Linked DNA regions of Mus musculus: regions 1, 2, 4 and 5 are each linked to region 3. The links are chromatin contacts, called in public HiCAR-type, HiChIP or PLAC-seq, Micro-C and promoter capture Hi-C maps. All regions are on one chromosome and are shown on one strand. The core of a region is the stretch at or near the end of the contact, and the rest is flanking DNA. Distances in the headings are between cores, read along the strand shown.

What was found. Promoter capture Hi-C pulls out the DNA fragments that hold promoters and counts their contacts. A called contact is a pair of places that touch in the nucleus more often than the background predicts. HiCAR-type assays count read pairs that join an accessible place to other places. HiChIP or PLAC-seq counts read pairs in DNA pulled down with a chosen protein or histone mark.
Region 1: a contact with region 3 is called in an H3K27ac HiChIP or PLAC-seq map of embryonic stem cells, with 5 times the contacts expected there. The contact joins the enhancer-like site here to the promoter of Ppp3r1 in region 3. A contact is called at or near these places in 11 of 39 promoter capture datasets (the 3T3-L1 cell line, the C10 cell line, the HPC-7 cell line and 8 more), 2 of 15 datasets of contacts at CTCF or cohesin (the NIH/3T3 cell line and pro-B cells), 7 of 484 Hi-C or Micro-C datasets (B cells, adipose-derived mesenchymal stem cells, cardiomyocytes and 2 more), 15 of 115 datasets of contacts at active chromatin or transcription factors (astrocytes, cardiomyocytes, embryonic forebrain and 8 more) and 1 of 9 other capture datasets (embryonic stem cells).
Region 2: a Micro-C map of embryonic stem cells shows a contact between it and region 3, with 4 times the contacts expected there. The contact joins the enhancer-like site here to the promoter of Ppp3r1 in region 3. A contact is called at or near these places in 2 of 39 promoter capture datasets (cranial neural crest and pre-B cells), 2 of 484 Hi-C or Micro-C datasets (both in embryonic stem cells) and 3 of 115 datasets of contacts at active chromatin or transcription factors (astrocytes and embryonic stem cells).
Region 4: a promoter capture Hi-C map of pre-B cells shows a contact between it and region 3. The contact joins the enhancer-like site here to the promoter of Ppp3r1 in region 3. A contact is called at or near these places in 10 of 39 promoter capture datasets (the 3T3-L1 cell line, the C10 cell line, cranial neural crest and 7 more), 1 of 15 datasets of contacts at CTCF or cohesin (the NIH/3T3 cell line) and 1 of 115 datasets of contacts at active chromatin or transcription factors (pro-B cells).
Region 5: a HiCAR-type map of astrocytes shows a contact between it and region 3, with 2.8 times the contacts expected there. The contact joins the promoter of Vstm2a here to the promoter of Ppp3r1 in region 3. A contact is called at or near these places in 2 of 39 promoter capture datasets (the 3T3-L1 cell line and liver) and 1 of 115 datasets of contacts at active chromatin or transcription factors (astrocytes).

Annotation. Positions count from the first base shown.
Region 1 is chr11:16,533,675-16,536,442 of GRCm38.p6, reverse strand. No RefSeq gene overlaps it. Among named protein-coding and RNA genes, the nearest start is that of Sec61g, 27 kb to the right of the region's middle. Within about 2 kb of position 1,447, at least 33 of the 459 cell types and tissues checked have an H3K27ac peak or open chromatin away from gene starts, as enhancers often do. A contact at or near this core is called in astrocytes, embryonic stem cells, liver and 2 more, where this site is marked.
Region 2 is chr11:16,590,314-16,593,013 of GRCm38.p6, reverse strand. No RefSeq gene overlaps it. Among named protein-coding and RNA genes, the nearest start is that of Sec61g, 83 kb to the right of the region's middle. Within about 2 kb of position 1,378, at least 232 of the 459 cell types and tissues checked have an H3K27ac peak or open chromatin away from gene starts, as enhancers often do. A contact at or near this core is called in astrocytes and embryonic stem cells, where this site is marked.
Region 3 is chr11:17,158,035-17,160,734 of GRCm38.p6, reverse strand. It overlaps Ppp3r1 (protein phosphatase 3, regulatory subunit B, alpha isoform (calcineurin B, type I)), which reads right to left and starts at 1,437. Exons shown (of 6, transcript NM_024459.2): 1 at 1,193-1,437. The coding sequence starts at 1,195.
Region 4 is chr11:16,551,162-16,553,947 of GRCm38.p6, reverse strand. No RefSeq gene overlaps it. Among named protein-coding and RNA genes, the nearest start is that of Sec61g, 44 kb to the right of the region's middle. Within about 2 kb of position 1,292, at least 1 of the 459 cell types and tissues checked has an H3K27ac peak or open chromatin away from gene starts, as enhancers often do. A contact at or near this core is called in pre-B cells, where this site is marked.
Region 5 is chr11:16,256,397-16,259,101 of GRCm38.p6, reverse strand. Vstm2a (V-set and transmembrane domain containing 2A) reads right to left here and starts at 1,360. Exons shown (of 5, transcript NM_001290539.2): 1 at 1,016-1,360. The coding sequence starts at 1,094.

The sequences.
Region 1 (2,768 bases), core at 198-2,697, 620 kb after region 3:
CTTAGCCCATGTAAGAAAGCCTGCCGTGACCTTGTCTGACTTCTTGGCAGGACAGGGGTACCGGCTGTAGCATAGTAGCAACACTGGGCAGTGATGTACTCCAGAAGCAGAAGAGGTGGAATTCCCTCTCAGACAAGATGGCCATGGCAGGCCTAGCTTCTTCCTTCAGGGTGTCTTCACATGTGAGGCAAAGAAATGTCCCTTTAATGTCCCACAGAATTGGATATCTTTCTTTTCCTGTTAGCTAAAGCTAATCTTATCTCTCACGCCATTTGTTCTTACTCAAAGATACAGGCCTTGATTTAACCAGAAGACCACTCTTGCTCCCCCATGCAAGCACTTGTTCCTGAATGCCAGACGCATTACATTACCCATTATATGCCTTGCTTTGCACAACTCTCTCATTATCTCAGTAACACAGTGCACCAAAGTTCAGACGGCCAGGCTCATGGGTACAGGAGACACACTGTATTCCTAAAGGTGCAACTGTCACATGTACAGTCTGAAGCAGATGAAAAGGTTTAGTATGTAGAATGTTAGGCCTTTAAGCTCCTCCCAACCCATCCTGTCAATACCTGTTCCTCCACTGGTCCTGTTCCTCTGTACTGGGCTCCAGAGACACCTCTGATTTCTGCTCATCTGTTGCATGGGTTCCCTGATGCTTCTGAGCTTCTAGAATAAACTGGGATCTACTAGAAACATTTTCTCTTCTACTTTGTCAGTTATTCACCCCCCTTTTTTCTCTCTTATTTCTGCTTAAGGTCATCTTCTGCAGATATACTCACTAGCCTTAGAAGGCAGGGTTAAGATACCACTCTGTTGTGGTGATATCTTGAATTCATCTAATCCTCATCACAGAATCTATTACCTTACAGTGAAGTGCTCCCTTAGCTGTGCCTATTTCTCTAAAAATCACGACTATCTGAAGATATATGTTAATCATGTTTATTCCCATTGGTGTGATAATGGATAAACATACAACTTCCCTAGTTTTCTCCAAGTTTCAAAAGCTGTTGTGAGACCACCCAGACTCCCTCTGAGCCCAGCTGCACAGGTTTCATAGCAACCAGTTTGCTGGACTATTTCCCAAAGTAGGAGTGGGAATGGGAATAGGGAAGACTTTCCTCTGGGCCATTGATTTCAGTGATCTCATCCTTACTATGTGTAACATCCACTAAGTGCAAGCAAAGAAGGCTTGATGGGTAAAAAAAGCGAGTTCCACGTCAAAAATCGAGACCAAGGCAATCCAGTGTTTTAAAGGGGGTTGATCACGTTGACATGGCCAACCCACACTCATTTATTCTGTAGAGCAAACTCCAGTTAGTAAAGAAATATAAAGCACACAAAATATTTGCATTTGAATAAGTGAAACTGTAAAACCTCAGGGCTGTGGAGAGGCAGCTGTGATGCAGAAAAAAAGTGGTTTGGACTGGGACTCCAGCTCTGGGCTCTGGGCCTGACACTGCCTTTCAGTAGCTCTGTGATTGTCTAACTGTGTCTGGAGCTGAGCTTCCTCTTTGGTGAAAGAAATATTGAACTAAATGACCTCTAGCATCACCAAACAACTTAAAATCTCTCTTTTTGTTGTCCTTTTCAATGGGGGTAGATGGCAGTTCCTGCTCCTTGCCCAGCCACACCCTCATGAGTCTGGTGGGAAGCTTTATTTATGTGTTTCTTTCCCTAACTCTCTACATTTCCATCAGAGGAAATAGTGGCTGGCAATGCTTTCAAGCCTTGAAGACATTCACAGTGGGTGAGGGGAGTGACTCAAGTTGAACTTATTTAAAGACTATCAAGCCCTACAGAAGTTTTCCCCTTTTCTTGCTTTATGCAGCAAAATCTTTTTCAAGAGCTGAGAGGACATTTTGTATATGGCCCATAGGGTCTAGGTAAACATTTGCTGCCCACAGTTTTTCCCCATTCCAGAGAAAGAGCCAGGTTTCTAACATCTGTCAGTGTATCAGTTTTGTTCATTAATAAATACCGTATATTTATTTCATTGTATTCCTCTTGATTCCTTAAGTTGATATTTCAAGTTGTTATTGGTATTTTAGCTTCCAGATGTAATAGCTGTTGCTCTTATCTGAAAATAGATATGATTAATGACAATATACTATGTATAAGTTACTACAATAGAAATTTTTAATTATTTAATTTTGTTTTTGTGAACAATCACATCACCCCTTCCCTTTCTACTCTCCAAATCCTCCCATATAACACTCCTTGTTCTCTTTTAGATTTGTGACCTTATTTTTTATTATTTGTTGTTACATACTGATGTGTGTATATGAATATGTATTCATATCCTAATTACATAAATGCAATCTGCTTAGTCTGTGTAATGTTTCTTGTATGTGTGTATGTTTTTGCAGCTTACCATTTGGCATTGGATAGCCAACTAGTGTGTTCGACCCTGGGGAGACTACTTCTCCCACTGTCAGCATTCCTTAGTTGCTTGGTTCTTTATACATGGTTGAGGCTTCATGTCTTCCCTTGTCCGAATCCCATTCACTTGAGCATGTCTATTATTCCTGTCCATGTTCAGTTCATGCATATATAGTCATGTTGCTGAGACTTTATAGGTACAGCTTCTGATGTTAGGAGGAGACACAATTTCAAAGCAAATCTGCAATGTTCCCTGACCTTTAGGTTCAGGAGTTGATTGGAATGAAGATGTAGAAGGAAAAGCTGGAAGGCTGTAAGGATATGCATGCTGCTAGAATATGAGAGTGTATTGGGTGAGAGGGTAGAATAACACAAAGTCTCAT
Region 2 (2,700 bases), core at 129-2,628, 570 kb after region 3:
ATTCAGGATAAGTACAGTTATCTGTTAGCATTCCTTCTAGGCTCCGCCCAACAGTTACCTGGCAACAGCCAGGTAGGCCTGGCTCACTATAAAAGGGGTTGTTTGCTCCCTCCTCTTACTCTCTAATTTTCTCTGACTCTCTTCTCTCCCTGACCCCTTTCTCCCTCCCTCCCATTCCTCCGCACCCCTCTCCACCTGTTCCTGGACAGCCTTCCCCCCCTACCCCCGCTCTCCCCACCTCCCTTCTCCCCCTCTGTGTGTTTTTCTCTGCCTCTACTTCCTTCTAACCCCCCCCCCCCCCCGCTTCCCATGCCCTAAATAAACTCTGTCTACACTATACCTGTCATGACCCGCCAAGGCACCCCTCCCACCTCACCATACCTGGCTTTATCAAACGTATCCTCTTTCTTTTTATAAAACACAACAGTATCAGAAGCCATCTTGGCAAGGGTGGCCTGTTATGCTCCACACCAGCTTCTCAACTTCTGAATGTTCACATCCCAGGGAGCTTTGAAATATTCTGAAGCTTCTGTCTCTGTCTCTGTCTCTCTCTGTCTCTGTCTCTCACTCGTGCGCTCTCTCTCTCTCTCTTTCTCTCTCTCTCTCTCTCTCTCTCTCTCTCTCTCTCTCTCTCACACACACACACACACACATACATACACACACACACACACACTAGCAGATCCCACGGATCCTTTCGCTTCTGTAGAGCCAGGTTGATAGCTGACCAGCAGTCAGCCTGTCTTGGTCAGTGAGTATCCCAGTAATTTGGCTGCTTCAGCTACAGTAAATGACACTAGAGAAAAGGCATTCAAATGGAATTCTAAAAACATTCCTGAGAAATACCTGCCCAGTTTCAACTTGTCCAGCACTCTCCGCACAGAAATCTCCATGAATTCAGAATACAGATGAGGGACAAATGTAGATCTCAGCTACTAGGGCAAAAAAGCACCTTCAGGGCCCAGCCAACCTGGCCATGCCAGGGGCCAGGAGAAAAGCATTGCGGTTGCCCTTGCTGACTACATGGAGATTGATAAACCTGCAAAGAAAAGACTCCAAAATGGGCTACAGAAGGTTTAATGAAAGTTGAGTAGCAGCAGGGCCAGGTGGTCTGACCACCAACCTGCAGCCTCCCTGTTTGGAAGAGAGAAGGGCATGCCTTACTCACTCAGGCTAAGAAAACCCCCTGAAAACACGTCAGTAACCCTCTGCTCTCCTTTGGCTGCATCCCCCTGGGCTCTGCACTTGAAAGGCAATCTGGCAAGCCTGGTTACTCAAACACACCACGTGCCTTGCATTCCTCACAGGGCTCTACAAAAGGTCTTCCTCCAGCTCTCCATGGCAGCTGTTGCTGCTCCCAGAGCTGCTCCGGATGAGTGCATTCTGACCGGAGCCTGGCCTCCTGCTGACTCACTTGGTTACTATGGCCAAGTCACTCAGCGTCACTACACGCCTGGGTGACCCTATTTATAAATCTCACAGCAGCAAAAGGGCCTTCCTCACCCACAAGAAGCAGCCATGTTCTACTCTCGGGATACATCTAAGACCGGTGCTAACCCCAGGCAAAGAAGTTTGAGTCCTGATCCATTGAAGGGGCAGCTGGTTATAATCATCTTCCTTCAGCCTGCTTCCCACAAACAAACAAACAGAAAAATCTGCTGGAAGTGGGAAACGTTTCCTATGTTGCTAAATATAGCATTAAAGCTTTTCTAATTGTAAGTGTTAAGTAATAGTATTGCTAAAATCTCACACATTAAGTGTGGATAAAAGTGTCGGAAGCTTTGAAAAATCTCAATCTCTAAGGATAATTTTGAGAGTATTTTTCTATTCTGTTTCTTTCACATATGTGGAGTTGTATTTGTAAAAACAACACCGCTTCATCTTCTTCCTTGATTTTTACTCACTTTATTATAATTATGTTTGTCTTATTTCCATGCACTGTAATCTTTTAAGGTTTGTTTTAGAGAAACTTATGTGTTTTATAGAAACGGGGATATGTTTTCTAGAGCACCTTACGATGCAGTAGGAGGGCGTACCTAAGCAAGCCAACGACGAGGCCCCCTCCCAAGGTAGCATAGAGATTATTTGGGGACATGGGAAGGGGAGTTGAGAAGGGAATAGAGGGAGAGAAAGAAAAGAGGCAGGCCAGAGAGCATCGAGAAAAGGGGAGACCGGAAATGGGGAGAGAGGGAGAAAGGGGTCAGTCAAAGGGAGAAGAGAGTCAGAGAGATAGGGAGAGGTCAAACAATCCCTTTTACAGTAAGCCAGGCCAACCTGGCTGTTGCTAGGTAACTGTTGGGCGGATCCTTGAAAGAATGCCAACCGAAACAAAGAGATCTCTACTAATCTGTTTTTCCCTTATGTACTGTAATTTTTTTAAATTTGAAACTTATTTAATTTATTTGATGGAGGTGAAAATGTCTTTTATTTAGATAAGTAGCATCTACAAAAGCCCCTTTACTTATGTTTCTTACAATTTTGTTTACTGCTTAAGTGGTTCCATTTTTTATTTTCTTCCCAGCAGTCAACTGTATTGAAGCCATTAAACCAACTTCCCTCAAACTACAATCTGTGCAAACTCACACAACAACAGCAGCTGCTTCATGCTTAGCTTCCTTCCGGAGACCTCAGTATTCCCACTGTATCGAAGTATCTGAATTACCTGTGAATTTTAGTCCCCTAAGTCAGAGGGGCAACAAT
Region 3 (2,700 bases), core at 188-2,687:
CTTACATGCGAGGGGGTATTGTACAATTAAAGAGTCTAAGTATCACAAATCCGCCTGAAATTCTTTGATATGTACTGAAAAGATGTTTACAGTAAGTGTCACAATCCCGTATCCTGTTTAACTAAATGACATATAACTCGCAGTGCAGCTATGTTTGTCTGTGAACACAATTCTTGATTGCAAAGACGAAACGGAGGCCCAGTGAAGCTACAGAACCAGTAAGGTAACAAGCTAAAGGCGTCATAGATTTCTTGGCTATGGTGACAGGCAGGAGGCACACCCCTAGCGTCAGCCAGAAATACTACATGGTGAATTCCACCTACGGATTAATAGGAAAGTAAGGAAGGGAAAATTTAAATCGCCATCGTTCAAAAACAACTACCACAAGCACCGGAAAAACAGAAATAAAAATACTAAGAAAATATTAACAAACCAATATGAGCATTTCTCTAGGCCCGGTGTCTTAGCTAATATACACGCTGGCCCTTTCATGTTCACCAACGCAGAGAAAAGCGGCCTCGGGAAAAAAAAAAATCCCCTACGGTTGCAAACAGCAGAGAGATAAATGCGAAAACGAGCGAAGAAGGCAAGAAAGTGGAAGGATCCCTGCCAAGGCTCGCTGCTGGAAAATGCGGAGTGAGTGGGAGGAAGCACAACTCTGGAGAAGTGGGTCTTACATAAAGCGCCATTTGCCGCACACTATCATTTCCACCGGATTTCAGAAAACCCAACCTGGAAACCCATCTGGGGGCGGAAAGTGGGTTTCACGTGGAGGAGGGTAGCGAGGGCGCAGCCCCCCGGGACCGGGGTTCAGAAAAGGCCGAACGAGCCAGACAGGCGACGGGGCCGGGGTTGCGCGGAGGCCCACGGGCTTAGGAGCCCGGGGGCGGCGGCTCTGTGGGCGCCCGGAGGCCCAGGGTCGTGCGGAGGGCGGGGGCGGCGAATCTCGGGGAGCGCGGAGACGTCCGGCGTTTGCAGGGGGCCGGGGGGCGCGCGGAGGCCCGGAGGAGGCGCGCAGGGGCTGGGGGGCTTGCAAGGGCCTTGCAGCGGCCCGGGAGCGCGCAGAGCCGGGGGCCGCGCAAGTAGCCGAGGACTTGAAACCCAGCACCTGCACCCTCCAGGCCTCTGGAATTTTCTATCCGAGAGGACGCCCCGGGCCCTCCCTCGCGCGACCGGGGAACCGAGGTCTCACCATCTTGCTCGGCGGGCGGCGCTGGCGGCGGCTGTAGGATCCTCGGGACGCGGCGACGGCGGCTTTGCTGTCCGGCGCCGGGCGGGGTGCAACGGGGCCTGGGCCCGGAGCGAGGCGGGCGGAGTCCCGGTTGGAGATGCGTCGGCGGGAGGAGAGGGTTGCAGCCTCACGCTCACAGGCGGCCCCGACTCGTTGCAGCGGCTCGCGCTGACCGCAACCTCAAGGCACGGAACAGGGCGCGCAGAGGGCGGAGCGAGCGCGGGGCGGGGCGGGGCGGAGCCTGCGGGAGGCTGACATCCGGGAACCCGCGCCCTGCCGTGCACACGCTCTCCAACCGGATTGCTCGCAGAGCCCCGCTAGCGCTCCGCCAGCGCTTTTTGCGTACCGTGCGCCGGGGGACATGGAGATGGGGGGGCAGACGTCTTGACGTTGGGAGAGCCGCGCTTCCTGTCATGTGACCGAAGGAAGGCCGGCAGGAGGAAGACTCCTGGGAGGAGAAAATGGGGAGAATGACAGGACCTGCCACAGGGCTGTGTCGCTCTTGGGGGGTGACACCATGTCACTATGGCGAGGCACGGGCAAGTCTACACTGTGGAGTCAAGCGCGCAGTTGGAAAAATAGGAGAAGCAAAGCTAGCTGCAGCTTAGGTCCTGGGAGCCACTGACAAGAGTGGGGGATTGCTTCCCACTCCAACAGACACTACCTCTAGGTTGCCCTGCAGCTGGTGCAGAAAGAAGCCTTTAAGAGAAATACTACGAGACAGACTGCCCTGTTGTCCATGTAGTAAGGGTATGTCCGTAATGGTGGCAGTTGCCTTACTATAGAAGTGAAACTACAGTAGGTAATAAAGTCCATGGAAAGAAGTTATATTTAAGAGGAAAAGATAAGTTGGTAGGAGAGATGTGATAAAGATAACGTATTTATGTTATTTATTTTAGTCAGGTTTTGAATAGATAGAAAATAAAGGTCAGGGTATGTCCTGCTCTACCTGTTTCATCTTCTGTAAGTGTAGATTATTTTTTAGCTTTTGAGAGACGAGCTTTGACTCCACTTTGAGGATGGGGGATGCCTGCACCGGAGGGGACACGAATGCTACTTACCATGTATCCAGTTCCACTCACAGACTGAAAATGCCTTATAGCTTGGCGTTGAAAGGGTGGCACCCTATGAATTTATCAGGGTAAACTGTAACAGCGCATAGGTTTGTTACAATTGTTTGGGAAACCAGGCACAAGAACGTGGTAGGCACATCATACCAAGAAAAGGGTGCAACGTCCTCACCTGGACTCCATAAAGAGATAGACATCTAGCACTGTGATGGCAACAACCCCTACCAATCTATCATCCGACCATCCTGATAGGCAAAGAACACTTGACTGCCCCTGAGGCTTGAACTCAGTTAAGTCCTCACTGTTGACAAGGTTTGGTCAACTGTCCATCTTTCTATTCCTCCAGCTGTACCATCCATCCATCCCTTCATCTGGACCTACATTTGGCTCTTAGGCCTC
Region 4 (2,786 bases), core at 43-2,542, 610 kb after region 3:
TGTGTGAGTGCTGTCCTTGGCAATGGTGCCCCTTGATAGTTGGCAGAGAACAACTTGGTATCTTAGCAATAGCATGCATTGTTTGGGGATTTCCATAGGACCACCATGGCCAATAGTTCAATTGAATGCAACCAAGTCCTGCTACAGGAAGCCTTGTATGGTTACAGAAGATGCCCAGTTGAGACTCCATATTTCCCATTATTAGGAGGCCTCATTAGGGCATTATGGATTTTAGAAAGTTTACATTTTTGAAATAGGTTTCCACATCATCCCTCAAATGTTGCTCAATTTCATTGTCTTTCCCTACATTCTCTCCCTCTGCCCTATCTCCCCTTCTCCCCCCCTACCCCAACTTGATGTACCTACTCCCTTCCAGACCCTCCCCCAGTTTGCCTGTAAAATCTAATACCAGCTCCACCCTGAGAGAGATTTGTATGTCCCTCACTGACTCTTCCTCTATACCTAATCTCTCTGGGTATACAAATTGTAGTTTAGTTATCATGTACTTAACAGCTAATATATACTTATAAATAAATACATACCATATTTATCTCTATTGGTCTGAATTTCCTCTCTCAGAGTGATTTTTCCTAGTTCCATCTACTTGCCTGTAAATTTCATGGTGTGATTTTTTTTAAACAGCTGAATAATACTCCATTGTATAAGTGCACCACTTTTTCTTTATCCATTTTTCTGTTGAGGGGCATCTAGGTTATTTACACTTTCTGGATCTTATGATAAAGCCAGAATGAACATGTTTGAGCAAGTGTCTGCTTGATAGGTTAAGACATCCTTTGGGTATAGTCCCAAGAGTAGCTATATATATAGCTGGATCTTGGGGTAGATCAATTCCCAACTTTCTGAGGAACTGCCATGTTGATTTGAACTTCCCTTTAAGAATACCTGAGGGGCAGGGAGGGGTTCAGCATGCACAGCACAGCTATCATTCTGCTACAAGCTATTACAGAACAAAATCTGGGGCCCTTGTACAGATTACAAAACCTTTGCCATCAAGTAAGACTTCAGCTTTTACTCGTTATTCTTAAAGCGAAGTTCAAAACAACAAATAAAATGTTGTTCCTTCTCTAAAATATTTCAAGGAAGCCAAAGACAAATTATATTTACTAGAAAATCAAACTGATTCAGAAGGGCTTGGGTTTGTATTTATATTCAGGATGCAGTGTAATAGGGAGAACTAAACCTAAATTTGGTTTCCTATTTCAAACAAATACCTTTGAAGTAACACCATCCCTTCTCCTAGTGTACAAAGCAGTACAGGAACCACACACCTCCATTTCAGGCTATCCTTTATTGTTCTTTGGTCTGCTTTTTCCCCGGGGGACACACTGAATGTCCTTGATGAAAAAGTGGGGTTTAACTGATATTTTTTTTCCTTTCCACAAAGAAACATGCCAGATAGTGAAACTAAAGCTCATAATTTTCCTACCTCGTCTACTCTAAAGACAGAGGATAGCTCTATGGGGGAGATGATTGAGGATTTCCTTAACTCAATATACCGTTACAGAGGAGCTGTTTTGGAAGTCCCTCTGCCAGGTATGAGAGTTACATAAAGAAGTCTAATATATCTTCTACTCTTAGGGGAATTTAAAAATGTCAGTGGAGACACTTAGAAAAAATACTACACAGCTAGGGTTGCAGCTTGGTAGGAGATCATCTAGCACACCCCCCCCCCCACAAGACCCTGAATTCAATTCCCAACACTAAAGAAAGGTACCTATAACACATATTACCAAGTGCAACAATAATAATATGCACATATGGTAAACTATAATACACATTTAACTTATATACATGTTTGCCCATAAGGCTAGCTTAGTCCACTTAAAATTATTTTCTAATTAAATATGGAAACAATAAGTTGATTATTAATCATAATTTCTATGGATAGAAAGTAGTTCAAGGTGTTTTGTGTGTTATATATTTATTTATATATTTTGTGTTTTTGCATGTCTCTGTACAAGTGCACATGCATGCAGATGTTAGAGAAGTCAATTTCCTCCTCCCTCTGCCATCAGGACTTGAATAGATATCACTAGGTTTTGTAGTGAGATCTCCACCACTGAGAAATCTTACTAGCCCTCATTATATAGACACATGGAGGCAAAACAATCACACACAAAAAATAATACAATAAAGAACCTAAACATTTTTAAAATAAAGATTAAATACATACAAAATTTATTAGTAAATTAATAGATGTGAAAAATCTTTACCAGTGTTTTGCATGAGAACATGGAGTTTGTAATGGCTCAGTACTGAAATGCTGAGATGTACCACTGGCACCTGGAAATGAGAGGCAGACTTACACATAAGCAAAAGGTTGAATACATGAGGCCAGTTTTGAGTGACAAAGAAGAGAGGGCAGGACAGGCCTGAAAATGTTAAGAATCAGGACAAAAGGTTCTTGCTTCTATAACAACAAAGCATTTAATGGGCTGAATTTGAAAAATGTTATCTTTCTTCCTATTTATCTTGCTTCCACATCTACAATGTATATAAATTCAATGTAATTGAACTTGTAGCTAAGACAACACTGATTACTTTTTCATTATTTCATTTTTACATTTTTATTTATGTACCAAAAGCCGTGTTGCCCGATATATAGACAGCCAAATCCACTTTATTCTCAGAAATGTCTCTAAAGAGGTGGTTACTATGTACAACTAATCAAAGCCAAATTAAAACTGTAACGTTTTTCTTAGCAATTCATTCTGCCATCCTGTACCTAATTGCAGTCGATGTTTTCAGAGCCATGGTTATACAAC
Region 5 (2,705 bases), core at 111-2,610, 900 kb after region 3:
CACTGCCAGCTTGTAAGATTAATAGATCCATGTGAAAGTCACAAAAATAAAATCCCCTCCCTCCCTAGAGGGATCCTCGAACATGGAATTTTTGTTTTTTTGTTAAGAAGGCGATTGTTCTTAGCTTATCCAAGGGGTACTTTGCAAAGACCTGATGTCTGTCTAGAAGGAGCCTTTTATTTGTGGGGGAGAGAAGAGGACAAGCACAGGCACACATATGAAAGGAGGGTGACTGAAAGGCTGGCAGGAATGATTACAGCCACTTTCTCCTCTTTTCTTAAAGATAGTGAATCTGGGTGTCTCTTTTCACTGTTTTATGAAACCCCAAATTGAGCAATAATTAAAGTGAACATTTTATGTTTTATAGAAATGGACACTATTCAAAAGGTACCGTCTGAAAAGGCTTTTCTGCTTACATTAGCTAGTGGACTGGGGCATTTCTGCTTGCAGAAGTGATGCAGTCTTCAGCAGGCAAAAACTGTGATTTGCTCATGGTGTTGAAGCAACCACCGCAGCCTGCAAAGTCCTGAACAACTGGGCCCAGCAGGCTGCTGCCTCTTATGATGCAATTCATAGCTCCTTGTGGGTCCTCTGGTAAACACATGGGGAAGAAGTCACAGGGACCAGAGAAGGGGACTACAGCTTTCTGCCTCCAGAGAGGAGCCCCTTCCAAAGAGCAGCTTTGTATTCCTGAGTGCTTGCCTTCTTCATGCACAGTGAAAATGCACACACACACACACACACACACACACACACACACACACACACACACCTGTGTATGTGCTCACTGAACTCACCCATCATTACCTGGCTTGCATCTACTAGATGTTTCTCGGAAACCTGGCTTGCTTGCAATTAATAAACTTTGGGAGAAAAAGCCCAAATGAACACTATTCATACTATCTAAACCCGCTATTGGCTTGGTTTGAGCCACTCTCCAGCTGTCTGTCCATTCTTCGAGTTGGTTCAGCACACACACGCATCACCACAAACACATCACAAGCAACCGACTTACCTTGAGAAGAAAGCCCTTGTTGTACATATAACACGGAAAAGAACATAAATCCAACAGACGCCAAAAAGATCCCCATCATGCCAAGGGAGTGGGGCACATCCGTGTAGCCCAGAGCCCCAAAACCTAAAAAGACAGATAGGCAAGCGTGTCCGCAGGCTGCTCTCAGAGCCTGGGGCGCGATACTGCACGCATGCTGCCGCTCATAGCAAAGAGTAGCTTGGACACAGGGGATTGCGACTAGTGAGGGATGGACCGAGCTGGCTGCGATCCGGAGGCTTCAAGGCACAGACCCGGGTTGCCACGCCGTGAAGTGTCTCCGCCGCCGGCTGGCTGCTTCCGCTACCTGGCAGTTCGTCCCACGTCAGTCGCTCGGCTTGCGTGCTCGCCGCCCTCCCCACGCCCAGCGAGCCCGCGGCGAGTGGAGCGGGCGCAGGGCGGCGCGGACTGGGCTCGCGCGGCGCCCAACTTTGCCTCTAATGGCTGCAATGATGCCTTTAACTCTCTGAGCGCCGGGACTGCGCACCTGCCGGCCGGGGGTGGGGATGCGGGGCCCTGGCAGATCTCTGCTCTCCAGTCCGCCTTTACTCCCATCAGTCAGCTCGGGTTTAGCTGGATCAGATGGCGTTTTGCAAAGAGAGAAGGACAGGTTTAGGGTCTTGGCGTTTGCTCTGGGGTAGGGGTTAGGGATTTCAGGAGGAAGTTGAGGCATTGTTAAAGACGGAGGAGGAGTGGGGTGGGTTGGGAGTGACTGCTTTGGGGAGATGAAAACAGCCCACGGAGGAAAAAGGCGCTTAACCAGTTATTAACTGCTCCAGCTAAAATGATCTTATGCTATTATTATTTCACCAGAATGTATTGTAAGCAGTTTACAGCCCAGGAGAGGCCATTCATGCAGGCACCAGATCACTCCAGCTGGCGAATGGAAGGCACAAAAAGTACAAAAGTCATGTATTAGAGAATGCTCCAGAAGGAAAAGTCCATAACGCTATGCGTATCATCTTTTTCATGCTTATACCCATTGCCTGCGTTGCCTCCCTCCCACAGTATTCTGGGTGGAGGAGGGGTTTTGCAAATCATTAAGGTCCTCTTTACAAGATTTATTTTTGTTTTGTTCAGTTCCTTTTGCATAACATTAATTACATAATAGTCTTTAGGATTATGTGAATAGACAATATTTTAGCAGGCTCTCTCTCTCTCTCTCTCTCTCTCTCACACACACACACACACACACACAGACACACACACACACACACACACACACACACACACACACACACACACACACACAACCCTCCAGTAAGTTTCAGGACTTGGAATAAGCCTAGTCATTTGCTTTGGAAAAGCTTGAGTTGTATACTGTATTCTTAAAATTAAGAATCTTAAAACAACAAATACACTCAGAAACTCCTATCAGTTCTTGCCCAACTCAACCCTGGGTCAATGAACTTGCATTTTAAATTTTATTTTTATCCAAAATCACCGAATAATTTAAATTATTTTCATTATAGTTTCCTATGTAGATAGACATATAGTCTTCCTTAGTAATTGGAAATATGCATTAATCTTAATAATGCTACCAGAAACCAGTGAAGTTTATATATTTCCATTTTATAAGTTTTGAGTTTGTGCTTGGCTGATGGCTTTCCTGTCACACAAAAACTTAACCCTACCATGGCCATAGTATTTTAAA